2 separate regions of the Rattus norvegicus genome follow, and region 1 is linked to region 2. A link is a contact called in public Hi-C data. All regions are on one chromosome and are shown on one strand. The core of a region is the stretch at or near the end of the contact, and the rest is flanking DNA. Distances in the headings are between cores, read along the strand shown.

Region 1 (6,128 bases), core at 872-3,371, 120 kb after region 2:
ACGTTACACTCGGGTCTGTTTCATTCGAAGGCAGAGATAGTTGGGTTTATACCTTCTAGATTCCACCTCTCAAATTTCTTTGAGCAACACCTCAAGATCAGGGAAGAAGGAGTAAACTGGCAAAGTTCGGGCTGTTTAGAAAACAGAACCGATTGTAAAGCTTCCCTGGAACAACTGACGTTTAGGGCAGTGTGCTTAGTTAGCTATTTCCTCAGCCGCTGGTTTGTAGTGGAAAGACATCCCTTTACTGAAAAGCAGGTTTGCCACCACACTCCATAACCCGCAGAATCTCCAGCCTCAGACTCAGCGAGTAACACCCACCCTTACAGTCTTCCTTCCCCTCCCCCATCAGGTCCCCGCCCCCAACCTCTTCACACTCATAAACAAGTCCCGGCTCAGGGGCTCCAGCACACTAGCTAACAAGCAGCCTGCCCTGGCTGGGACCGCGTCCTAGAGCAGCCTTCACTCAGACTCTCAACCTGCTACCCGCCGGTCGCCAGAGGTCGGGGTCAATCTGGTGGGTGCTTCCCAGATCTGGAATACGCGAACCTCGATTCCAATTCCAGCCTGCGACCTCTCTAATCAACTGTGTCCACACCATTCGGTGCTGGAGTTCCAGTAAGGCGTATCTGAGCGCTGCGGAAGAACGCCAAAATTGCGCAAAGCAGTAGCGCCTCTTGGATGCACACCCACTCACTCCCGAAAGCGACAAGGAAAGAGGACCTCCCCACCCCCTCCCATTCCACACCTTCAAGAGTGCCAAATTTCATTAGAAGTATCCACCACTATGCAGAGCTCCGTGGTGGTAACAGAAAAGAGTCCAGTTCGCTGTGGGTTCTTCTAACTCCGACCTAACTCTGAGGGTCTCTAAAGCTCCCGGCCTTCCCATACCACCTCTTGGGGCGGGGGCGGGGACCCTAAAAAGAACTCTGAGAAACTGGTACCAAATCCCTACCGATGGCACCGCCTAGGTACCCACCGTTCCCTGGTTGCGTCTCAGACCCGCAGGCTGAGCGCTAGCTCTAACATCTGCGCGAAGACCCAGGGTGGGGAGCCACTGGGTTGGCGCTGGCCAGAGTAGCCTGGAGCTAGGGACCCTCTCAGAGAAAAAAGGTTTATGTGGGACAATAACGCAGGTACGCACTGTTGGGCTTACAGTCTCAACTCCCCCAACCTGACGGTCGGGTCCTAAGCTTTGCACCCCCCTCCCCAGCCCACGCCCTGCCTGGCTGCGTGGTGAGGCGGTCGGTCGATCGCTGTCTGGTGGCCAGCGGGGTGCAGGGCGCAAGCCGGGATCATGGCCTCTTCCAAGCCCCATTTTTGTCTGCTATTCGCTTTTGTTATAGTATGCGCGGGAGTCTTCTGGGGGAACCAGATCGGAGGGTTGTAGGTGTGTATGTGTGCATGAGGTGGAGCCGGGTGTGCAGAATCCCTTTCTTGCCTTTTCGTGGTCCCCATTTTCCCTCGCCTTCACCTCCTTCCCTTCCCGATGCAGGTTTCTCAAATCTGATCACTTTCCCAGACTGAGGGAGGTTTCTTGAGCAGCCAGGGGACCAGAGGGAAAAGGACAAGGAGGAGGAGGAGGAGGAGGAGGAGGAGGAGGAGGAGGAGGAGGAGGAGGAGGAGGAGGAGGAGGAGGAGGAGGAAAGCCGTATCCACGCGCGCACAGTGTGCATGCATGTGAAAGGAGGGTGGTGGTAATTGCGCCAAGGCCTGGGCAGATTCTATAGCTCAAACTTTAGGGAAGGCACAAGAACCTAAAAGTTAAGAGTGTGTTGCGCGATGGGGGTGGGGCTGGGTGCAGAATTGGGGCCCCCACGCGGATCCCCAGGAAAATTTCCCCCACGCGATCCCCCACCCCCTCCGGGACCTGCCCACCCAACGTGCCCGCCACCTCCCCTTACCGTGGCAGAAGTAACCATGGCATCCGTATGACTATTTCCAGGGACGTCGACATGAAGAGAAAGGTGGACTCGAGTTCGGTCATTCAGTCTCGCCCACCCCTGCCGCAGCCACTACCCAGCGGTGGGAAAAAAACGGGAGGAAGAAAGAAAGAGGGAAGAAAGTTGCGCCGGGCTATCTCGCGGGGCGGTGCGCGGAGATGCTGGGTAAGGAGAGGAGCCTTCAACTCTGAGTCCCGTGAACATAATCTGCGCGGTTATAACCAGCCAACCCGGCCAGATGGCTCCGCGCTCAGCGCCTTAACCCCTTCCGCGCCAAGCCACTCGCCCCCGAGCCCCGCCCGCAGTGACTTGCAGGCCGGTGCCCTGGCACTTTGGAGTTTGCTCTTGAGACCAAAGGGAAGACCTAGTCATTTCTCCTAGTCCATTTCAAAAGATAACAAACGAACAAACAGCAAATAAGCCCTCTCAAAATAGCCTATTCTTTAGTACCTCCTCTTGTGACCTTGCCTTTTAGAGATGGAGAGGAGCCGACGAAAACATCCAATTTATCATATTTTACACGCTAATATCTTTGATTTGTCTTATTCTTGATTTTTTTCTTTTAATCTTTCTTTCTTTCTTTCTTTCTTTCTTTCTTTCTTTCTTTCTTTCTCTTTTCTATTTAACCAGGCAGAAGAAGGCCTTTCTTGCCCCTTGGCTCAGGAAAGCTTAAGCTTCAACCTTAGCTCTGCCTCCAAACCTCAGACCCTTCTAGCTTTGGATCTCTCCCCACCCCCTTATCAACCTCCCCATCCCCCATCCCTCCTCTAACAACAACAGGAATCTGCTTGCTTGCCCTTGAACTCCTCAGCCTAAAGCACAGTTCAAACTGTCTAGGAAGTTAAGTTGCTGAGGTCTGGTGCGAGAGGGACTGCTGAGCAACCAAGGGAGGGGTGGCTTGCATGTGTGCCGCATGTGTGTGAGAGAAAAGGAGAGGCACGAGTCAAAGTCCCACTTCTTACACACTCCCTTAACTTCTTTACCCCTTCCTTTCAAGGTAGGACGGGCCCTGGAGCTGAGCCTTGGCCCAGCACTCACCACTCTGTACAAAAACAATTTGCCCAGAAGAAAAGCAACACACCTCTTGGACTCCCTGAAAATAGCGGTGCTTTCTTCCACAACCGCTAGACTCATTCCAGGAAAAGATCCCAGGGTGGAGGCAGAGGTCTTATTTATAGATAATTTTAGCTATTCATTAGACCCTCACTTGACCCAAGCTGGTCCTCTCAGAATTTACAATGGTGAGAGCATCTAGATTTTGCTCAATTGCGATCCAAGAGAAGTGAAGGGGGAGGCGGGGAATCCTAGTGGTAAGGGGAAAGTAGTATAGTATCGCTCCTCATTGCCTCCCTCATTCTTGCAAGGTGGAACTCAAGTCCAAGTGCTCCCCTCCCCCCTCCCCTCCAAGTTGCCTCTCTCAGGACATTTGACTCACACGCACTAGGAGAGGCGATTTAATAGCCCACCTCTTCCTTGCCTCCTGATGGAGTCTGATAAGCAGCTCGCAATGAGGTTTAGCAAGGCTCCAGGTTCAAAACCTGAACACGCATTCCTTGGAGATGTATGGGTCTGGTCCACACCCAGGAGTGCCAGAATTGCACTCACCGGTTAAGGCCGAGAGAAGCTGCGGGGTGAAGGGAGGCCAGAGAGGATGGAGAGTCAGAGTCGGGGGGGGGGGGCTGCATACTAGATAGATTGTACCTGCCTCATCATTATCCTGGCTGACGGGGGCTGCCACATCGAAAATGGCCTGCAGCACCCACAGAGGCCCAAGGACGTCACCTCGAATGGTCCCTCAAAAGGGCTGGGTTCTCCTTCAAAGGCTTCCCTCCGGCCAAAATATCTTCTTCCTCGGGATCCGATCCGGCTGCAGAGTTTTCCCCTTCACCCTGCCACACAGCACTTTGGAGGTTTGGCTTGGGCGTGCTCTGTGAGGTTCTGGTTTTCTCGCGGTCTTCTGGCCCGCCCCTGCCCTCCCCCACTTCCCGCACTTGCCTTCCCCCCCAACCCCCCCCCCGCTTTCCCCCTCCCTTCCCGCCAGTCTCCCTGCCAGCGGAGTTCTAGGGGCTCATTTCTCAAGCTCCTGGTCCCGGGGCTCTACAGACTGCAACCAAAGAGGTGCTTGATTCCCGGAGAAGGAAGGAAGGAACGGGTTAAATACACGTGTGGGCTGCTCCGCCGCCGGCTGCTCCCCGGTCACTGGCGGTCTGGAGGGAGGAGGGGTCTAAGAGGGGCAAGCTTAAATATGAACAGTCAGAAGAAAAGGCAGCAGAGTTCGAGACTCCGATTTGTTCTGCAGATGCGGTGCACTGGCTGGCCGCCTCCCTTTGCCAGACCTGGGCGACGTCAGGAAGACTGCATTGTTTCCAACTCAAGGGTGCAGGAGGGTCTGTCTCTGCCTGCAATCAACAGGCCTTGTAATATGAGAGGTGACACCTTAATCTTGCCAAATATGTGCGGTGTCTTTCGGGGGAGGGCAGAGAATGGGGAAAGGAGAGGGGAGCAGGGAGAGACCTAGGCCACAGCACAGAGCAAAGACGCACTTTTGTAGAACTGATCCACCTGCCCCCACTCCCAGCCCGACCCCCACCCCCAACCTGTGGAGAATGCTCGTCCTTTTCTTTATGTAAGACCCAACTAAGGATTTTCTTTTCTTTCCTTGTTCTTTCCACTGAAGGGCTAAAGTTCCCCTCTTCCTTCAGGAGACTCTAAAGGCATTTTGGATTTCTAGGAGCTCAGATATCAAAGAAGGATGCGGGGCAGAAAAGGAGGCAGAAAAAGCACCCTGGTTTACAGGCGGAAAAAAGATTGTCAGAGTTATAGCGCCTTCTAGGCAAAACCAAGTTTCTCAGTGGAGTTTTAATTTTTGTAGAAAGACAAGGGCTAAGAGCCTGATATGTAGCCAGAGTTACCAGCATATGGGACAGGAAGCAAAGGAATGTGTGCGCGCCATTGAAAGCAATGCCTTCTGGTAACTAAGTCGTGGTCTCTTGGGGTCAGTGGACTTGATTTTTCTCTCTATTGTGTCTGAGGTCCCGATTCCTGAAAGCAGTTCGTGAGGGCAGAAACCAGGGTCAGCTTTTTGAAAACCCTGTTTAAACTCTCTCCTCAGGCAACTTCCTAGAGCTTGCCTTTGGCCTACCCTTATCTTTTGTAATAGCGCCACGGTGTGGTTGAAACTCTAAACAGAAACAAAAGGAAAAGGTGGAAAACCGCATGGACTTCTGTTGCCCTTCAGTGGACTCCCACATGTTTACCTGGGGTGGAAAGGGTTTCCTGTGCAGCAATGGTATACACATAGTGAATATTGACCTAGGAAATGAGAGAGTTGGTCCCGTTTGACCTGTATACGACAAAGGTATGCTTCATTAAGCAGTTAGCCTTGGCTCACAGACTAGACTTCACGGTGTTTCTTTTACTTGCCTTTGTATAAATAGTGTACCTCAGCTGATCCTGAAGTATCGCCGAGTTGCCTGTGCTGCTGGAGGGCACTAAAGTCAATATGAATAGCCACAGAAATTTTGCTTGCTTTTGCTCTACGAGTCACCCAGACGATGAAGCCAGAAAGTCTACAGTTCTAAAACAAAGTGCAGGAGAAAGGTGTCTGCATTAGAAACAGGAATTTAGGGTCAGGGGCTTGGATGCACTATGTCACTTTGGCTCCCCATGACAAATGCGTTAAGCACACAGGCTAGCCTGTCAGTTAGCAGCGATTCCCAAATGTCTGGAGCATATATGAGACATTATTTGGGGGGATTCTCTCCTCCCTCCCAAATGAGATTATTTGTCCCCGGAAGCCGACGGATGTGCCTATGCTTATGCAGTAAGCTTAGCTCTCTCTAAAATGTCTGCTGTCCCAGGAAAACACGTCATGGCACTAAGGACCAGCTTAGATCTAATAGAGATATGAGAAGCAGTGTTCTGAAGAGATGGCTCATCAGTTACGAGCACCGGTTGCTGTTTCAGAGGACGTGGGTTCAATTCCCGGCACCCACACGGCAGCTCACAATTGTCTGTAATTCCAGTTCCAGGTGATCCAACACCTTCGTACAGACACACATGCAGGCAAAACCCCAATGCACATAAGATAAATAAATTAGTCATAGTCTAACATCTTTATTGAAAAGGGTCGGTTTTGTAGAACAAGGAACCTGAGTTTTGAGATGCTCTGTCAACCTTCAAGAT
Region 2 (6,338 bases), core at 3,201-5,700:
TAATTATTATGGTTTCTAGGCTCTCATTCCACTCATATGTGTTTCCTCATTGACAATTTTGCTCAATGTACTGTCTTGTTACAATGTACTCACAATGTATTGTCATTTCCTTTAGTTCATTGAATTACGTTTTAAGTTCAAAATGTGTTTATTGCGATGGTTTATCAGTTAACTTGGTTTAGGGTGCCTTTACTTCTGCACCCTCCTGAAGAAGCATCCATCTGTAAGTCCATAGACGATTCAGAAGACTTCTGTTTGCACATAGCTGAAGACAATGGTGATTTTATAGCATCCTGGGCATTAGACATCCATGAAATAAGAATCGGGGCTTTGTACCAGACAGCTCCTTGTGTTGTGTCTTCTCTTCTGGAGAGGGACAAAGGAGATCTTTTGCGAGAAGCATGTTCTGGTAAGGAGGTCTTTATCACTGAAGGAACTGCTCCTCAACTCTTTTATCCCAGTATCTACTGATTCGTCACTTCTAGAGTGTGCTCTCTCAGCCCCTGCTCAGTATGCAAAGGCACTTGGGAGATGTAGTCCAGCAAAAGAAATATCCCCATTGAGCTTATGGTAAGTGTAAAGCAAAGAGGTGGTAAATATAAGCAAACAGAAGCCTAACCTTTCTTCTGTTATGGCAAGAGGGGGAAGTCAAGAAAGGGAACAGGTCAGAGGTGGGGGAGGGGCTCCACCCTTCCCCATCCTAGAGGTGGACACTTGCTTTAACCTTCAGCCTTACCCACTACCCAATAGGGGGTAGAAGCCTGTGGTGGTCTAGGTTCACATCCTCAGGACCAGGTCTGAAAGAGCCACTTGGGGAGGTCTACACAGCCTACAGAAAGGCGAGCTAACCTGACCCGAGGCAGGTTCCCACTGTGGAAAGCCTGAATAGTGCCCTCAGTTGCACCACAGGAGAGTGAGGGATTTAACCACTCACCCTTATCTTGGATTCAAACAATCTCAGGGACATGCCTGTTACCAGACAGACCACTGGGTGCCTCTGCTTTACTGCAGAAGCAGTGGCAAATGTTGTTGTATACCCAAGAAAGAGAATTTTCTGGAACACTTGTTAAGTTGGAGTGGAGAAAGGATAGCAGAGGTCTTAAAAACAGAGCAAACATTAACATTTCTTCTCTGGGCTTTTGAGAAAATTTTTATTGTTGTTGTTCTGTGGTTTCATAAGGAAAACATTGTGAATAAAACTCAGAACTAATGAAGGAAGAAAAAGGAGATAAGGTCACACATATCTTATTCCCTTTCCAGATAAAATATAACAATATCTGACATACGTTTATATCCAGATATATTAATATGTGACACAAGTTTTTGTGTTCATACAATCTAGGCAGTCACAGGCATCGATTTGAAATAATGTTTAATTTTTAAAATTGCATGTGTCCATTGAGAATATTACTTTTTAATTTAAAATTTCATTTTTATTTATGTATGTGAGTATGTGAGGGTGCACATGCCATGTAGTACTATGCCCGAGGAGTACAGAGGAGGGAGGAGGAGCCCCTGTCGCTGGAGTCTAAGGCAGCTGTGAGACATTCTGTGTGGGTGCTGGGAACCTACCTTAGTTCTCTGCAAGAGAAGTATGTGTTCTTAAGCTGCCTTAGTACTTACCTCCAAGAGATCGTTTGCAACCAGCTTGCTGTGTGTTTGTTTGTTGTCTTTTTACTCAATTATGACTCATGTTGTAACCAGTGGCTAATGTGTTCATAAGGTTAGTAGATTGTGTTGGCAGGATCTGCAAAAGACAAGACTTCTATCCGTCTCACAGGTAAAGCAACCTTAAATATGACAAAATTGTGGCTGTCGTCTTGAGGCAGGAACTTAGCAAAGAGTGTCTGGATCATTCACAACCCTGATGAGTTGAACAGAATTCCGTTTCTGCAAATGGAATAATCCGAGTCAGACACACTGAGAAGAGAATTGGTTACCCACCTAGGCAGAGACTATGATGAGGAGGGGCCTGGTGAGGAACTGTACCCTTTCCTTAACCATCAGCAGCCTTTCCTTGTGGAGAACAGAAATAAACGCAGTCTGAGGGTTGCTTGGTGTGAATCAGTTCAATGGGCTTTCTTTTTTCTTTCGAGTGTGTGTCATTAGACAGGTTTTACTACACAGTTCCAGCTGTCCTGGAACTCTCTCTGTAGAACAGGCTGGCCTTGAACTCCCAGAGATCCACCAGTCTCAGAGACGTCCTGAGAGCATTGGGATTAGAGTGTGTGTCATCACACCTGTAACATTTTTTTTAATATCAAAAAAAGGTATAACAAGTGGAAGCAAAGCCTTCCTGGTGTCTCTCCTCACAGCCCTTCCAGACTGGGCCCACCTCAGATTATCCCACCTGTGGAAATGGAATTCTGCTCAACTCCACAAGGCTCCGAAGGACTCAGAAACTCGGCTAAGTCCCTGCCTCAAAACAATGGTCGTGGTTTTGTTGTATTTAAGTTTGGTTTTCTGTGAGATAAATGGAAGTCTTCCTGTTGTAAATCCTGCCAACACAACCTACTAGCCTTATAAATGCATTAGTCATTGGTTACGAAATAAGATAGAGAAAGAGAGAGAGAGAGAATGAGAAAGGTAGAGAGCCAGACAGCAGTTTATTGTCTGGTCTTAAATGGCAGTGGAAGATGTGACTGGCCTATGGGAAGAACTTCAGGAAGCGAGAATTAGGATGGAGAAACCAAAGAATCAAGTTTTGTCCTACGGTTTGAAAGTCACAACCAAGCAAAGTTTGAAGTTAAGAACTAGGAGGGGCTGGAGAGACGGCTCATCAGTTTCGAGCACGTGTTGCTCTAGGGAAGGGTCCTGGTTTGATTTCCAGCACAGTCATTTGTAACTTCACTTCACCAGGATATGATGTCTTCTGGCCTCCTTGGGTACTGCATCCATGTCATACATCTATATGCATGCACATAAAATAATAAATTAATCTTTTTAAAAGAAAAGAATTTAAGAAAACCATGGCATTTTTATATTGGCATATTCATTTGCCAGTTGGTGTCCAGGGTTAGAATTACGTAAGGTGGAATTAAAGAAGCCACCAGGTCCTCAGTTCTGCTGCTTATGGCCTCACCTAGCGACCCCCTTAGAATTATGGGTAATATAAGGGACTTTCCTGGACCAAGATTATGCCTTGCTTTCGGCTAGCCTACACTAGCAAAGGGACTCAGCACAGCAGAGCTAGGGCTCATCCTGTCTTTTTGTCCAGGCACAGTCTTGGGGGTTCCCTCAGCCCCAGAGCTCCCTTTATACCATGGTGGTTGATTGACCTTGTCCCCTGAGCCTCCACCCCTCTGTGCTTACTGTAGCTCAGTTTCTCCTCAATTCTGTGGTCATCCCTCCCCTCCCCCACTGTTCAGGAACCTGCCCTCTGTTAAGCTCCTGCAAAGAAGACGTGCAGACCTTCATCTTGGGGCTGCTTGCCAGAGAACCTGACCTAAGACATGGGGTATGTCAGTGGTGTATTCCCTCAGCAGATGAGTTTCTGAGCTGCTTTGGAATGATGGCTTGGCTGGGTTTCCCATTCTCAGGTCACCATCTTCTCTTCCACAATATTGTGGCTATGGCTATTAGTCCATGTTCTTTTTGGGGTTTGGAGGAATGGCCTCTCGGACCATTGATGGATATTCCTCTACAAGGTCTATTTCTACTGCTTCGGTTCATGTGAGATTTCAAAATTGTTTCTCACAATTAAAAAAAAATCTCACTAGGATGTGTTTCTAAGTGAGTTTCTTTCATTTAACATGCCTGGAATACAAAACCTGCTTACTCACCTTTTCGTCTCTGGACGTCTCTGGTTCTTCCAGGTTGAGAGCAAGTTCCAGAAATATGCAATTCAACTGTGTTGGTGATTTCAGGGAAACACTGAAGTTCTAGTTGGTTTTCTAGAGTGTGATCTTCATGCCCACCACCCATTCTTTCAACGTTTTAGAGCCTTGTCCGATCGCCTATGCCCTGGTATTATGTCCTTCCTAGAACCTTGATGCCCCTTTTCCTCTGTCCTCTTCCCCTGACTCAGTCCATTCTTAGCCTCCGATACTTTCTGTAAGTCCCATCTAAGCACTTGCTTATACGAAGCAAGGGAGCGTGACTCCACCCAGCCTTCCCATGGCCCGGCTGTCCTGCATTGTCTGTATCAATGGTTCCTCTACTTTATCAACAGAGTGTTTCCAAGATAGGTTGCTCATCTAGCAAGCCAAGGCATGGGACTGGGTAAGCCCTAACATCCATCTCTGTTCTGACATGCACAATTCTAGGTTCCCTATAGAATGGTACACACGGAAGGCGTGGCTCACTGCAGATGACTCAGTCTTACCTTCCACCTTCCCATTTGAGTCATCTTTGGAACATGCACCCTGACCATCTGCAACTCATGTGGCCATTGCCTGCAAATCCTACTCTTGCACCCACCCACTCCAAACTCTTAATCTCCCAGCTACAGCAGAGGGCGCCAGAGAGCAGATCCTGCCCTTGATGAGTAGCCCACTTTCTGAAGACAGCAGATGTGGCCCCAGCAGGCAGCCCTATTTGCACATCTGGCCAGCTGCCTGCCCCACTCTTCTGCTTCCCTTTTCTCGTCCAGCACATCAGTGAATGGCAGTGCCACCAGGGATGAACATTTGCAGAAGCAGGCTAGACAACACTGTGCAACAGCTGCTGTCTACAGAAAAGAAGAACAAGGCAACATCCAGGTGGAAATTCAAAGAGACCGTCTGCTTGTCAGCTCAGGAACCATCTGCTTGATGGCCCTGGCTTCCTCTCACTTCCTGTTAGCATGATGGAGAGGCACAGAGGACAGAGGCTTCTGAGCCAGGTTGTCTTGCTCAATTAGGGGGACGAAACCCTGGATCCTAAGGGAGAGAGGTATTCTTTTGACATGGATCCCGCACCAGAACCTGCTCCTAGTTTGTTCCCAGCATGATGGACTCTTCTTGGCCTGCATCGGACTCTGCAGAGAGCAAACATGTGTCAACTTCTATCAGGAACCACATCTGCTTGATTTGAGGGAGGCTGCTGATCAAGAAACAGATGAAGCCCCTCAACTAGGCCTCCCCATTCTGTTTCCCAGGGCCCTGTTCTGTTCTTGCTTGCTCTTCACTTCCTGTCGCATCAAGTCATTGTCATGCATGGTTTTCTTAAGCGCCAACACCTGCCTTTACTGTGCCACCTGTCCCCCAGATTCTCTTGTCCTTGCTTTGATTTATTGCCTGCTGTCTTTAACAAGGCAGAGCTCTGTCTTCTCATCTGTCTCCCCAGTGGCACCCATTTCCTTCTTGAGTCTCTTCCTATTCAGGAATGCCTTTCGGTCTCCATTGCATGGTTGATCCTTAGCTGGTGCTACTAGTTTGGAAGGCTCTAGAAATTTCAAGAGATGGGACCTGCCTATTTCGAAAAGTAGGTCACTCCAGTCTATTATCCCTGGCTCCTCCTTGTGTCTTTACTGTTTCCTGTCTACCTCGATGTGAATAGCTGCCTTCCACCACATGGTACCACTGCCCAAGCACATGAGACCAACTGCCAATAGACTGAGCCCTCTGAAGCTATGAACTGAGAGAAATACTCTTGCCCTTGAGTTCTAGCACCAAGGGAATGTAACATAGGCAGCATACATAAAGCTCCTCTCCACATACATTCCACCAAAAGGAAATCACTGATGTGCAGGACTTGGGATCATGGGAACAGCAGTTTTTACAGTTTTAGGCACCTAAGAAAAAAGTAGCCAAAATGGTAAAATACAACCAGGTATGAAGATGAATGTCATGTGTAGCATGACAATAAAAATCACAACAAAATACAAAATTTAGGCTAATGTTACAAACCTCACAGACTGTAACCAAGCCCTTCGTTTTTCATTAACTGACTCATACATCTTTAGAGTCCTTGGAGATGCTCTCCCTCACATCTCTGGCTGGGTGCTCTTTGCTTTTTCAGAGCAATGCTGTCAAAGGACAGCAGTAACTCAAGTCTCAGCAACATTTGTTACATATTTCTGATTAAAAATACACTCAGAGAAAAGTTCCTTTCTTCTCAGTCATTTCATAGGAATCTAAGAGTGTCATCAAATTTGGGGAAACTTCTATGGTCCTGCCATGTTTCTAAGATGTTAGAGAATAGTCCTTCCGATTTGCAAAGTGCTTCTCTTTCTGTTGTGCTTGCAGTCCTGAGAGCCCTTCAGGGAGTCCCAGAGGCTAACCTGCACTAGTGTCAGCATAATTTTACTTGTGGGCACTAATCCTGCTTCAACAATCCCTAGACTGACACCTGGGGAGGCTTAGCAAATTGCTTCACTTCTTTCACAGCTACCAGGATTCCCTGTGGTCTCACAATCC

What was found. Hi-C and Micro-C count contacts between places; a contact is called where the count stands out from the background.
Region 1: a Hi-C map of psoas muscle shows a contact between it and region 2, with 3 times the contacts expected there. The contact joins the promoter of Ntf3 here to the enhancer-like site in region 2. A contact is called at or near these places in 5 of 12 Hi-C or Micro-C datasets (hepatocytes, kidney, liver and 2 more).

The regions. Positions count from the first base shown.
Region 1 is chr4:160,666,786-160,672,913 of GRCr8, forward strand. It overlaps Ntf3 (neurotrophin 3), which reads right to left and starts at 2,122. Exons shown (of 2, transcript NM_001270869.1): 1 at 1,905-2,122. The coding sequence starts at 1,922.
Region 2 is chr4:160,543,426-160,549,763 of GRCr8, forward strand. No RefSeq gene overlaps it. Among named protein-coding and RNA genes, the nearest start is that of Ntf3, 120 kb to the right of the region's middle. Within about 2 kb of position 4,451, at least 2 of the 93 cell types and tissues checked have an H3K27ac peak or open chromatin away from gene starts, as enhancers often do.